Regions from separate parts of the Zea mays genome. Here all the other regions are linked to region 1. The links are chromatin contacts, called in public Hi-C maps. All regions are on one chromosome and are shown on one strand. The core of a region is the stretch at or near the end of the contact, and the rest is flanking DNA. Distances in the headings are between cores, read along the strand shown. Region 1 holds the start of LOC103636656 (zinc finger CCCH domain-containing protein 19). Region 2 holds the start of LOC103636658. Region 3 holds the start of LOC100283592 (MAC/Perforin domain containing protein).

Region 1 (3,706 bases), core at 340-2,839:
CTACTTTTATATACTGTCTGCATAGTACACAGTAGGTACATATAACTTTCTTTATCTTTCTCCTCTTTTCTTTTGACATGATCAAATAAGCTTCTGTATAGCTTGGCTAGCAAAAGTTCACCCATGTTTCTTCTGTGTGCTGTTCAGATTTTCACTAAAATAACAGATAACATGTACTTGATGCAGTTTAACATGATCATGTTGATGTTCCATTGGGAGCATTTGGTACATTTCCCAAGTGATATGAAATCATACCTTGCAGTTTATGTTTGACCTACACTAGAGAAATTCTGTTTCTTATGAACACTGATTTGATGCAGTTTCTTACAAACATTTTGGTACATCAAGACGCATGACTAAAAAGTGGTTTCCAAAAGAGCCTGAGGCATATGCTGAGCAGCCCGAACTAAGTGTGGATTCTTCCTCATAGCAGCTTGTTAGCATTCCATCTTCCTCACTTGAAATTGTACCAATGCCTCCTGTGAATGAACTTGTGCCACCGGTGGAATGTGCAGCAGAGGTTGTTTCAACACTGTCCCCACCTAGGAAATTAAGGAAAGCTGTGAAAAAGATAACTCCAAAGAAGAAGATCCAAGCCATGTACAACTGTAATTTGGTTCCTGAAATCTGAAATGTGTGATCCTATGCCATGCAACAGCAGTTGGTTCACTCAAAATGTGTGGTTCTGTACTTGGATACCACTTGGTTCACTCCAAATGTGTGTTCTCGTTTTTAGTCTAAATGTTTGTAGCAACCCAGTTTTATTCTAAATGTTTGTAGAAGTTAGTCTTGGTTCTGGACTTGGATATCAATTGGTTCTGGTCTTGGACAGCTGAAATTGTCACCTACTACTATGACTCATGTTTAACCGTGGCCTGCATTTTGGAAAGCAAGTTCTGGTCTTAGCACTGATACTGGTGTTCTCTGATCATGCTTGTTAACAAGTTCTGTTAACTTTGCGAATGTTTATATCATGTTATTTTGCCCAAAAGTTAGATATCATGTATGGAATCACTTGCTTCATTACCATCTGTGGAGACAATGACATAGTTACAGGCAGATACTTGTTGTAGTGCTCTCTTTACAATTTCTGTGTACTATATGCTGTATTCGCAGGTAGTCTGGCTGAACGGCTGCCCCAGTGGAAGAGATGACCGTGCAGTGCAGTGCAACACCGCGTTGGTGGATGATCGATCGTCCAGTTGTATGTGACTAAAACGCCACGCCCTGTGCATTAGAGAAGATAGAGAATCGCCATGCCCTGTACAGGACAGTGAGCCAAATTCTTGTTCATTTTGCACTATGATACAGATTGATTCATTAGGCCCTAGGTTGGAGGTTGTGATTGATGAGTTGGGAAGGGATTACTTGATTGGTGGTGTACAATTCTTGGACAGGATACAAGTTCCAGTTTTTGGTCCATTAGTTCAGGAATTGTTTCATTTACATGTATATTCAGTACACTCGTATAATGGAAACAGGCAAATCTCTATCTCATTCTTTGGTTATCGTGTTATTATACGGTTCCGTTGCAACGCACGGGCACCGACCTAGTAAAATATAAAATAGGAAATCAAGTCGTACATTTGGAGGATGTCCCGTGTCCGACACGAGTAAACCCATGGGCCGTCAGCCCGTCGCAGCAAGCCGTACTCAACTGTCCGCAGCCCACTCGACGCCATCTCATCTCGAGTCGCCTGTAGCAGATCTCTCCTGCGCCCTGCTGCTCTCGCCTCTCGGTCTCTCCTTCTGAGAGGCAACCACAATCCCCAATCACAAACCCTAGGGAAGCCGGTAGGCAGGCACCGGCGGCCGACAAGCGCAACGCTGCGACGGTGCAACCGCGTTGCCATCGCCCAGCGCGAGGCTGCGACAAGCGGACGGAGGCGAATGCGCGCCACCGCCTAGCGTGCGAACTCTGCAGCGCGCCAACGGAAGTAGAGCAGGCGGGCAGCATCCAGCGTCCCGGCCTCCCGGGGCCGAGCTCGAGCGCCGCGCACACACGTCCGACTGACGGTGTGTAGTAGCGGTGGCTGGGAATACTCAATCACCCAAATCCTGGTCTGGCACTATTCCACTCATAGAATCAGTATGTCCGACGCTGAGCCACCTCCTGCAATGGAGGTGGCCACGCTGACAACCCCGGATGTTATGCTAGGCGAGGACTACAAGGATATTGAGGCTATTGAGGGTCAGAAGGATTACGAGACTTGTTATGGTGGAGGTGGCAGTGTTATAGTGGCAAATGAGCTCGTGGGGATTTCTGAAGACCCCAACCAACCCGATATTGCTACTGCTGACGAGCCAGAGGAGGGTGCTGATGTAGAGGGGCAAACTAATGACATTAGTGCTGCCGTGTCAACCTCCAAGCTGGTGGATGATCCCATGGAGGTTGGCATGCAAACAGAGGTTAGTGCTGCTGCAGATGATCTCATAGAGGTCGGTGCTGCTCTGGTATCATCTGCAGAGGATTGCACAGCGGTGGCTGCTTGCCTGGTTAATGATGACTGCAATATAATTTTCCCTGGAGGTGTGCATAGGTCCGATGACCAAACTGATCAGGAGTTTGGTGGCAATTCCCTTGACGCTGATGAGGTCGCTCTCTTGGTAAATGACATACAAGATGACAGTGCAAGGATGGATATGGATGTTTCAGCCCATGGTGATGTGCATGCTCAGGATCGGGAAAGCTCACAGTTGGATGTGGCTACAGCTCTGTTAAATGAGGTGGGAACAGAGCTTGTGGAAGCTGGTGACCATGCTGTACAGGAATGCACAAATATGGATATGCGGATTCAAGCCGGAGATAACAATGAGGCAGAACGTGTTGGCACTATTGCTGACACTGCCACAAATGAGGAGCACAGACACATGGGTGAAGTTACCATGACCAGAGATGATAGTGAGAAACATGATGTGGCAGGTGGTGTTGATGTGCCTGATGAGAGGATACAAATGGGTAGGGGTGGACTGCCTGGAGATGATAATGAGCAAAAGGAAGTTGCAACAGCTGATGAAGATCGTGTGGAAGATGAAGGCATGCAGGTAGATGCAGTAAACATTACTGGAGACATGGTTGAGGAAGGCAGAATTGCTGTTGAATACATTGCAGGTGAAGCTGTAATTGGCGAGGGTGGTATTGATGTCCCTGAAGAAAAGGCTGCTCAGATAGACAGGGCGGGTAATGACATTCCCGAAGAAGAGGGTCTCCAAATGGGGGAAGCTGGCTTGATTGGCAGTGATAATGGGCTGAAAGAGGCTGTGATTGCTGATCATGATGGAGTGGAAGTAAATGCCATACCGACGGAGGCAACTGGCACAACTAACGATGATGATGAAAACAACACAATTGTTGGTGAAGATGTTGCAGAGGCTGTCAATGACATAACTGGTGATGATGTCCCTGACGAAGAGGCTGCACATATGGAAGATGATGACGACGACGAACCTCCTCCTTTAGTGGAAAAGAAAGGTGGAGGGCGTCGTAAGAGAGGCCGTCCATCTTCCAAGGTCCAGGGTGTGGTCAAGCCATCTGTAAAGAGGAAGGATGAGGAGGAGGTTTGCTTCATTTGCTTTGATGGTGGTGATCTTGTGATTTGTGATCGTAGGTTTGTGCATCACATGGAGTTTCTTTATTCCAAAATCTGGAAGATCGAACATGTTACAGCTTTGGGTTAACCATGTCTTCATTTATATGTCCTCATTT
Region 2 (3,706 bases), core at 747-3,246, 170 kb after region 1:
CAACAGTTGAATGCTGCCTCCAAAGGACTGAACCATTTGAAAGTGACAAAGGGTATACCTGACCAGACTGAGGTGACAGTGATGTATAGGGATCAAGAAGTGAGGAGGCATGTTGTATACTTAGAGAAAAAGGAATGCACATGTAGGTAGTGGCAGGTGACAAGGAAGCCATGCCCACATGCTTTCGTTGTAATCACTACTTGCAGACAACCTCAGCTAGAACCCTACGTGGACATGGCTTTCTTTGTTTCAATGCTAAGGGCAGCATATGACAAGGGATGGCCTAACATTACTGACATGTCACAATGGCCTAAGGTGGATAAAGATTTCAAATTGCAGCCACCAATATTCAAGAGGAGAGGTGTGGGAAGGCAGAAGAAAAACAGATTCTTATCTCCTCTAGAGAGGACAAGTAAGGCTAGAAGACAAGTTAAGTGCGCCAACTGTGGTGAAAATGACCATAGGAAGGGAAGTTGGAAATGCCTCTAACTGGAACGAAAAAGAGGTTAAGTTATGAATGTTTCATCCTTTGTACTTATGTTAGAAATGCCTACTAACTATTCATCCTTTGTAGGAAGAGAACCAGAAAGACCAAGACAACTGGAGAGAGGAAGAAAGCTAAGGGGGCTGAACCAGAAGCTGCTCAAGTGCAGCAGCTGACCCAAAAGCTGCAACAGGTGCACAAGCTCACCCACAAGCTGCAACAGGTGCACTAGCTCACCCACAAGCTGCAACAGGTGCACAAGCTGAACCACTAGCTGAACCATCTCCAAGAACAAGGGCACAAGCTGCAAGAGAAAAGGCTAGGAGGGCACTAGAGGCTGAGCAAGCAGCCAAGGAAGCAGAATTATAGGTATCCACAAGAAGGGTACTAACATTGGAACCACCACGAGTTGAAGTGAACATGTCAGTGCAAGAAGACGGTCCCAGTTCAATGGTTGATGCTCCCCCTAAGAAGGAAATAGCTTGCAACAAGAAAGAAGATCAAGTTCAATGCTTGAAGCCGAGGAGCATGTCCCTTCGAGTGCTATGACATGTCTCTTTTGTAATCTAAGGGCTAAGAATAGTCTAAGCTGAGCCCTGAAAAGGTGGTTGCATATCTCTTTTGTAATCTGAGGGCTAAGAACAGTTTAAGCTGAGCCATGAATGTAATGATGTCTCTTTTGAATGTTGTAATGATGTCTCTTTTGAATGCTATGAACAAGGTCATGTTGGGATGTAATGAATGCTGATGGTTTCAACAATGCTATGGTGTGACTGTTTTCTGTTTTCAATGATCTGTGAACTGTATTGACAAAGTTCAACATTCCCTTCCAACTTCTTCAATTGTTCATATACATCATTACAGACAGATCATTAAAACATGTACATCACCACTACTACCACAGGTACTACAACCATTACAAACAGAAGTTGCAATGTCTTCACTATTTCCTACTTCAGAAACCTTCTTGGAATCCACCTCTCCATCATCTTCCTCCCAATCATCGAATAACAAGGCAATCAACCTCTCCTTCACCAATTTCTCAAAATACTCCCTCTGCCATCTGTAGTATGGGCACCTTCCTGGCATCTACACATACAAAAGCAAATCAAATAATCCAAAATCAGATTTCGAAAAACACAAAGTAATGGCAATCAAAGCGTCAACACTCCTAGGGCACTTGATAAACACTTGGCCTAGGTTCTCATTCTCCCTCTTCACCCTCAGTTCAATCACTCGGGCCATCTTGCACTTGGGGCACCAAATCAGGGACAAACCGGTCTCCAAACCAATCCGGTCGCCAGTTCAAGCTACCCCTGAAGACCAGCTCCGCCCTCCTCTACCCGAGCGTTGCACCATGCTGGGCACGCTGGTGGCCGGAACAGGAGAGTGCGACAGGAGAGGGGAGAGGAGAGAGAGAGAGAGAGAGAGGAGAAGAACTAAGAGCTACAGTGGATCGGGTCAACGACGGCGGCAAAGAAGGCAAAGGAAAGCGAGCGAGGGCAAAACAGGGATTTCCCTGGCTGATCCACGCTGGTATCGAGCGGCATAGCGTCACTTCACAGCCACGTTGTACAAAATGGCAAAAATACAACATCTTTCGCGCGGACACCCCTCCCATTGCATTGCATGGAGATGGAGCGCCTCCACGGCCGCGGGAGACTACCTTCAGCCGTTCGTCCTAAATTTCCACCCTTATATCTTACTAGGTGTGTGCCCGTGCGTTGCAACGGAAGTACGCTGGGATGAGCATCGACACATATCTAATTAGATCTTATATTTCTTTGGGGTCTGGAGAAAGTTTGCTCGAAAGCCAAACATGTTAGGATTATGAGCATGTGTTACTCTTGTGCCCCATTAGCACACTGTTCCACGCTTGTAGGAGTCTTGTTAATTTGCATGCCTCGTGCATAGTCTCTCACCATCTATTCACTATAATATACAGAATCCGTGTGACAAACATTATCAATATCGCACAAACTATTTTAAAGAGTCAATATAGAATTTTTAATAATAGGCAAATATGTCGACAACCGTACATTAATCTAATCCATTTTAGCGATATTGATAAGTCTTTGTTGTATGTTTGCAGGGATGGCATAGCGGCATGAATTGTCCTCGCAACTTAACAGATCAATTACAAAGTTATTTCGAAGAATCTTTGCATCCTACACACAAAGACATAAGAGAACAAAACGTCAAATTTATATTATGTAACTGAAATGTATGTTTGAACATGAAACAAATGTACTCCACTCACCCTATCAAATTCCATTCGTCTATCATTCCCCCATATGACCATAGCTTGTAGAACGAAGTAGCTATTATTAACCCTATAGAATAATGTTTGACCAACTATATTATATACAATGGTTATCATAGAAAAAAATTAAATTGTTGAGAACGTGGTATTGAGAAAATACCCTTTTAAGTCAATTGGAACACCAGACCGAATTGTATGTTCTCACTTAAAAATATCCCTCGTTCTCATCATTATCCTCTCCGAATATGACACCCTCATCGTCGTCATCAACTGGTTCGTGAAAATACAATCCAAGTAAAAGACATGGCATTCAGGGTTGAGAAAATATATAACCACAATAAAGATTTTTAACAATTACCATTGGAAATGAACCTTGGGATCGACTGGCTTTGCTCCAACCCATTTCCTTGTTCGACCATGTTTGCACTCACACTTGTTGCCACGATCGCACTTTGGCGTGTATTCCTATATTGTACTGATGGAAACAAACGTTTAGTCGGACTACATTTTATCGTTGTTGTGCAAGATTTTCCTTTGCTCTGAATAATTTATTTGTTCTTGTTTTCCTTGTATAGCCAAGTTGTTAGATTTGATGGACATGTTTTTTATTAGTTGAATAGACGTAGGTTGTTTTCATGAACTTGCAATTTCCTGAGTTGTGCGTGAAAACTATTGATTGATTTGCTTCCTTCAATAGAATCATATGGAGAGGTTTACCGTGCCGACTGGAATGGAACGGTAGGTAGTTCATCCCCCCACACACAATAATATTTTTTGTATCTTGAAATCGAAATGGGTGAAACCATCAGTATTCAAGGAAAAAGAAAGCTTATATAAGTTCACCATTGGCAGGAATTTTTTTGGTAAACAGCGTGGCACTGTCATCAATGTTTAAGAGAATAAATATGAAAGATTTGACCTCCAAGGTTTCAGTCTATACCAGTACTACAAGTGATGAC
Region 3 (3,706 bases), core at 637-3,136, 160 kb before region 1:
ATGGCAGCCTGCTGGGAGATCTGGAAGATCAGGAATGGATTTTCTTTTATGGAGATCGTGCTAGCCGTAACCTTTGGATCATGAGATTCAAGGAACAGTCAATCCTCCAAATGGATCAAAGTCAGAGAAGATCTTCGACCTTCTGTTTTCCAATGGCTAGTCTCTTGTGTAATCTATTTTTCCTTTTTATTTTCTGTACATATGTTGTACTCTGTTTTTACTAAAAAACAAAAATGAAGTGTCGTGGGGAACTCCCCCAAAGTTTTCCCTTCAAAAAACTGACTGTAACTGTTTATTCACAATACATAACAATTTTTTAAAGATGCATCACGTGCACATACAAAAGTAACAAAGCATGCACAAACTATCCTTAGTAAACAAACAGTTGTATAACAATTCAGGCAAACCAAATAATGTAGCCAAAACACCTCCAGCAAACTTGGATAAAGAAAGCAGTAAGGAGTTTGCTGACCTTCTCACTGTAATTGATAGAAGATGCATTTGACTTATTTTCCACATCTGCAAATCTTTCCCTCCCAATTTCCCTCGCATAATTTTTGAACTCCAGCTCTGACAATTGGGACAATGAATGCTGCTTAATGTATACCTCATCCTTACCACCAACCGTAACAGAGATAATAATATGGGTACCATAGTTCTCAATAAAGCTGCAAACAAGTGAAGCAAGACCTTCAGGCTTCAGCTAGTAAGTGGCTTAAGCTAATAGGGTGCGTAGAACACTAGGCTATCTCTAGCAGATCCCCTATCTCATCCTATATTTCAAACTACACTCTGTAAACAATGTCAAACAGTGTCATCTACAGTTCCACGCCCCCTATTTTACACGTACAGCCTTATCTCCAATAGGCCGCGCAAAATACTGTTTTGCACTGTTTGCATAGTGAAGTTTCAAATAGGGAGTGGGATAGAGAGTGAAATACGGAGTCTGCTGGGGACAGTAGAGTTGTACAAAATGGCACTGATCAGAAATGGATCCTGATAACAGTATTAAATAAGACTATTACCTACTGACCTTGCCAATGCTGATGGATCCCAAACATTTGGGATCCTTCGCTTAACGCTCTCAAGCAGCGTCAGTTCAGAATTCCTAATTTTAACTCGAAACAGAGGCAGAGAATAGCCATCAATCGCAAGGGCCTTCGTGGTCGCCGCATCATTCTTCCAAGAACCGGTGAAGCTGAAGAGAGAGTTGAAGGAACCCAGCGGTACTGTCTCGGACAAACATGACTTCCTGTTGAAATACTCAGCCATCTGCCCACAAATGAATCATAGTCACATAACGCGAAGTAAACGGCCGCGGGGTATAGGACATCGACTATGATTCACAATTTCACTTCACAAGTGCACAGCAAACAGAACAGAACGCGGCACGATCCGATAGGAAGTTTCCAATCGGGACGAAGCACCCCCAGCTCACCTTATCGAAGCTGCAGACAAAGGGACCGTCCGCTGCGGCGGAGCTTGGGCCGGACCCGGACGGGAAGGGGCGGATGCGCTCGAGGTCTCTGCGGCACTGCTCGACCTCGACGTCGTGGGGCACGCTCGGGAGGACGCCGCCGTCGGGGAGCGGGAGGTCCCGCGCACGGTCCTCGAGCGCGACGAGCCTTCCGTCTCCCTTGCAGTAAAGCAGCCGGTGGTCTCCAGCTGCGTCGAGGCCGCGCCCCACCGCCAGTAGCGCTGCCTCCAGCGCGGAGCCCGCAAGGCTCATGGATGATGGGGCCCGCCCCCTCTACCTCTTCCTCCTCCACCTCGGGATTCGCGCCGACTACGAGAGGGGAAGACCGCCAGAAGGTCGGGAGCTGTCACGACGGAAGGACACGGTTTCTGGGGGACCGGACAACCGGAGGAGGGGAAGGAGACCCCGATGCCGAGGTGGTTGGGTTTGACTGGCTTTTCTTTTTCTTCATTTATTGTTTTTCCTTAATTTCGTGCTATATTTGGTTTTATGTAAGGTTGAATCAACCGCTACATCAACTATCGTCCTGTTTGTATTTATTAGTATAGTATCTATCTTTACTATCTATTAAAAGAATAGTGTATACCATATCATAATTATACCTCCGCTTGCTCCCCTCGCGATCTCAACCTCCTATTTATTATTATAGTATCTATCTTTACTATCTATTAAAAGAATAGTGTATACCATATCACAATTATGCCCCCGCTTGCTCCCCTCGCGATCTCAACCTCCGATCCAACCACCGCAAGCGCCGCCATGGATTAGCCCCATCCCCGTGCCCCCTGACCCCTCTTCGCGTGTGCCCCTGCATCTGTCCAGTTCGCCCGCGAAAGCAACGGATAGGCTCCTATGGTGACCTCATCCACGCACGCCCAACCCCGCCTCCGTGAAACCTTCGCGCGTCAACGCCTCATCCACGCACGCGGTGGATAGGCGACATTCACAACCTCCGCGACCTGCTATGGCGGCTCCACGACATCCACGCCGACAACGTCGCATCCTCTGTCTCAGCCTCATCCGTCAGGTGCCACTCTGCTTCCCTTGTCGTCGTGCGCTGCACAGGTCGAGCACACGCTGCTTGCTGCTCGGCTGGTCGTCGATGAGCATGGGGCGCTTCGTCAACTCCATGGATCCAACGTTGGGGCTGTAGGTGGTCAGGGACTAGAACAACATCGTCCAGATTGTGCTCCGCTCGCCCAAGGGAGCATCCGCGTGGGTACAGACTGGCGGACTGCTAGGGATGAAAACGGTCGGTAAACACTAAAACCATTACCATTTTCATATTTTTTATTGGAAACAAAATCGAAAACGGTAACTCCGGAAACAGAAACGATATCGGTATTTCGGAAACATCGGAAACGAAAGTTTGGTGCGGTAAATACACCGGTGACGGTCGAAATCTAAAATACGATCGCTAAACATATCAAACTTCACGATACAACAAAGTTGGCAAAAGATCACAAAGACCACAAGTTCACAGTTCATGATATAACAAGTTCACAATATAACAAGTTCACAAGGATCACAAATTTATAACATAAAAAGTTTACAAATATCACAAGTTTACAATATAACAAGTTCACAGTATAACAAGTTCATAAAGATCACAAGTTCACAGACTCAAAGTTCACAATTCACAATATCCACTCGATTTAGCTGACATGGCATGCTTACTTATGAAATATTTTCTCCACACGTAAAGAGTTTTTCATAACCTCACAGGAAAACCCTAAAACCTAGTGTGTGGAAAAGACAGACTATCGGCTCTATATCATTATATATTACTAATACATAACATGTGTATAGAAAAGGGTGGATTAGTTCGAGAGACCAAATCGTTAATCCCAACTGCGTTCCAACACCATCTATCCCAAAAAAATCTTAAGGCGTCCAAAAAATATAAAAATAAGTAATCCTTATCTAGAGACGTACAGGCGATGCGAAAAATCACATGCTGGAAAAATCCGAAAAATCTAAGACACAATTTCGAAAAATTCTGAGACATAATTCCGAGAAACAATTCCGGAAAATTCCGAGACACAAATCCGGTAATTTCCGACAAAAATCGGTAACCGAAGGGAACGGTCGGTAAAACACCACGCCGATTCCGATAGAAAATTCTGAAAACCGATTTCGTTTTCGGAAAATGCCGTTACCGGTGAATCCGATCGAAAAATTTCGAAATCGGTTTCCGGAATACCGAAAATTTCCGAAATCATTTTCATC

The links. A called contact is a pair of places that touch in the nucleus more often than the background predicts.
Region 2: a Hi-C map of ear shows a contact between it and region 1, with 8 times the contacts expected there. The contact joins the promoter of LOC103636658 here to the promoter of LOC103636656 in region 1. A contact is called at or near these places in 13 of 25 Hi-C or Micro-C datasets (bundle sheath, ear, endosperm and 5 more) and 1 of 3 datasets of contacts at active chromatin or transcription factors (leaf).
Region 3: a contact with region 1 is called in a Hi-C map of endosperm, with 1.9 times the contacts expected there. The contact joins the promoter of LOC100283592 here to the promoter of LOC103636656 in region 1. A contact is called at or near these places in 3 of 25 Hi-C or Micro-C datasets (endosperm and leaf).

What each region holds. Positions count from the first base shown.
Region 1 is chr8:181,109,735-181,113,440 of Zm-B73-REFERENCE-NAM-5.0, forward strand. It overlaps LOC103636656 (zinc finger CCCH domain-containing protein 19), which reads left to right and starts at 1,590. Exons shown (of 12, transcript XM_008659007.3): 1 at 1,590-3,608. The coding sequence starts at 2,092.
Region 2 is chr8:181,283,576-181,287,281 of Zm-B73-REFERENCE-NAM-5.0, forward strand. It overlaps LOC103636658, which reads right to left and starts at 1,997. Exons shown (of 2, transcript XM_008659008.4): 1 at 1,676-1,997; 2 at 1,282-1,573. The coding sequence starts at 1,729. The coding sequence ends at 1,343. It overlaps LOC103636657 (a long non-coding RNA gene), which reads left to right. Exons shown (of 2, transcript XR_558110.4): 2 at 1-1,244.
Region 3 is chr8:180,945,249-180,948,954 of Zm-B73-REFERENCE-NAM-5.0, forward strand. It overlaps LOC100283592 (MAC/Perforin domain containing protein), which reads right to left and starts at 1,887. Exons shown (of 6, transcript NM_001156493.1): 1 at 1,439-1,887; 2 at 1,034-1,272; 3 at 473-668. The coding sequence starts at 1,729.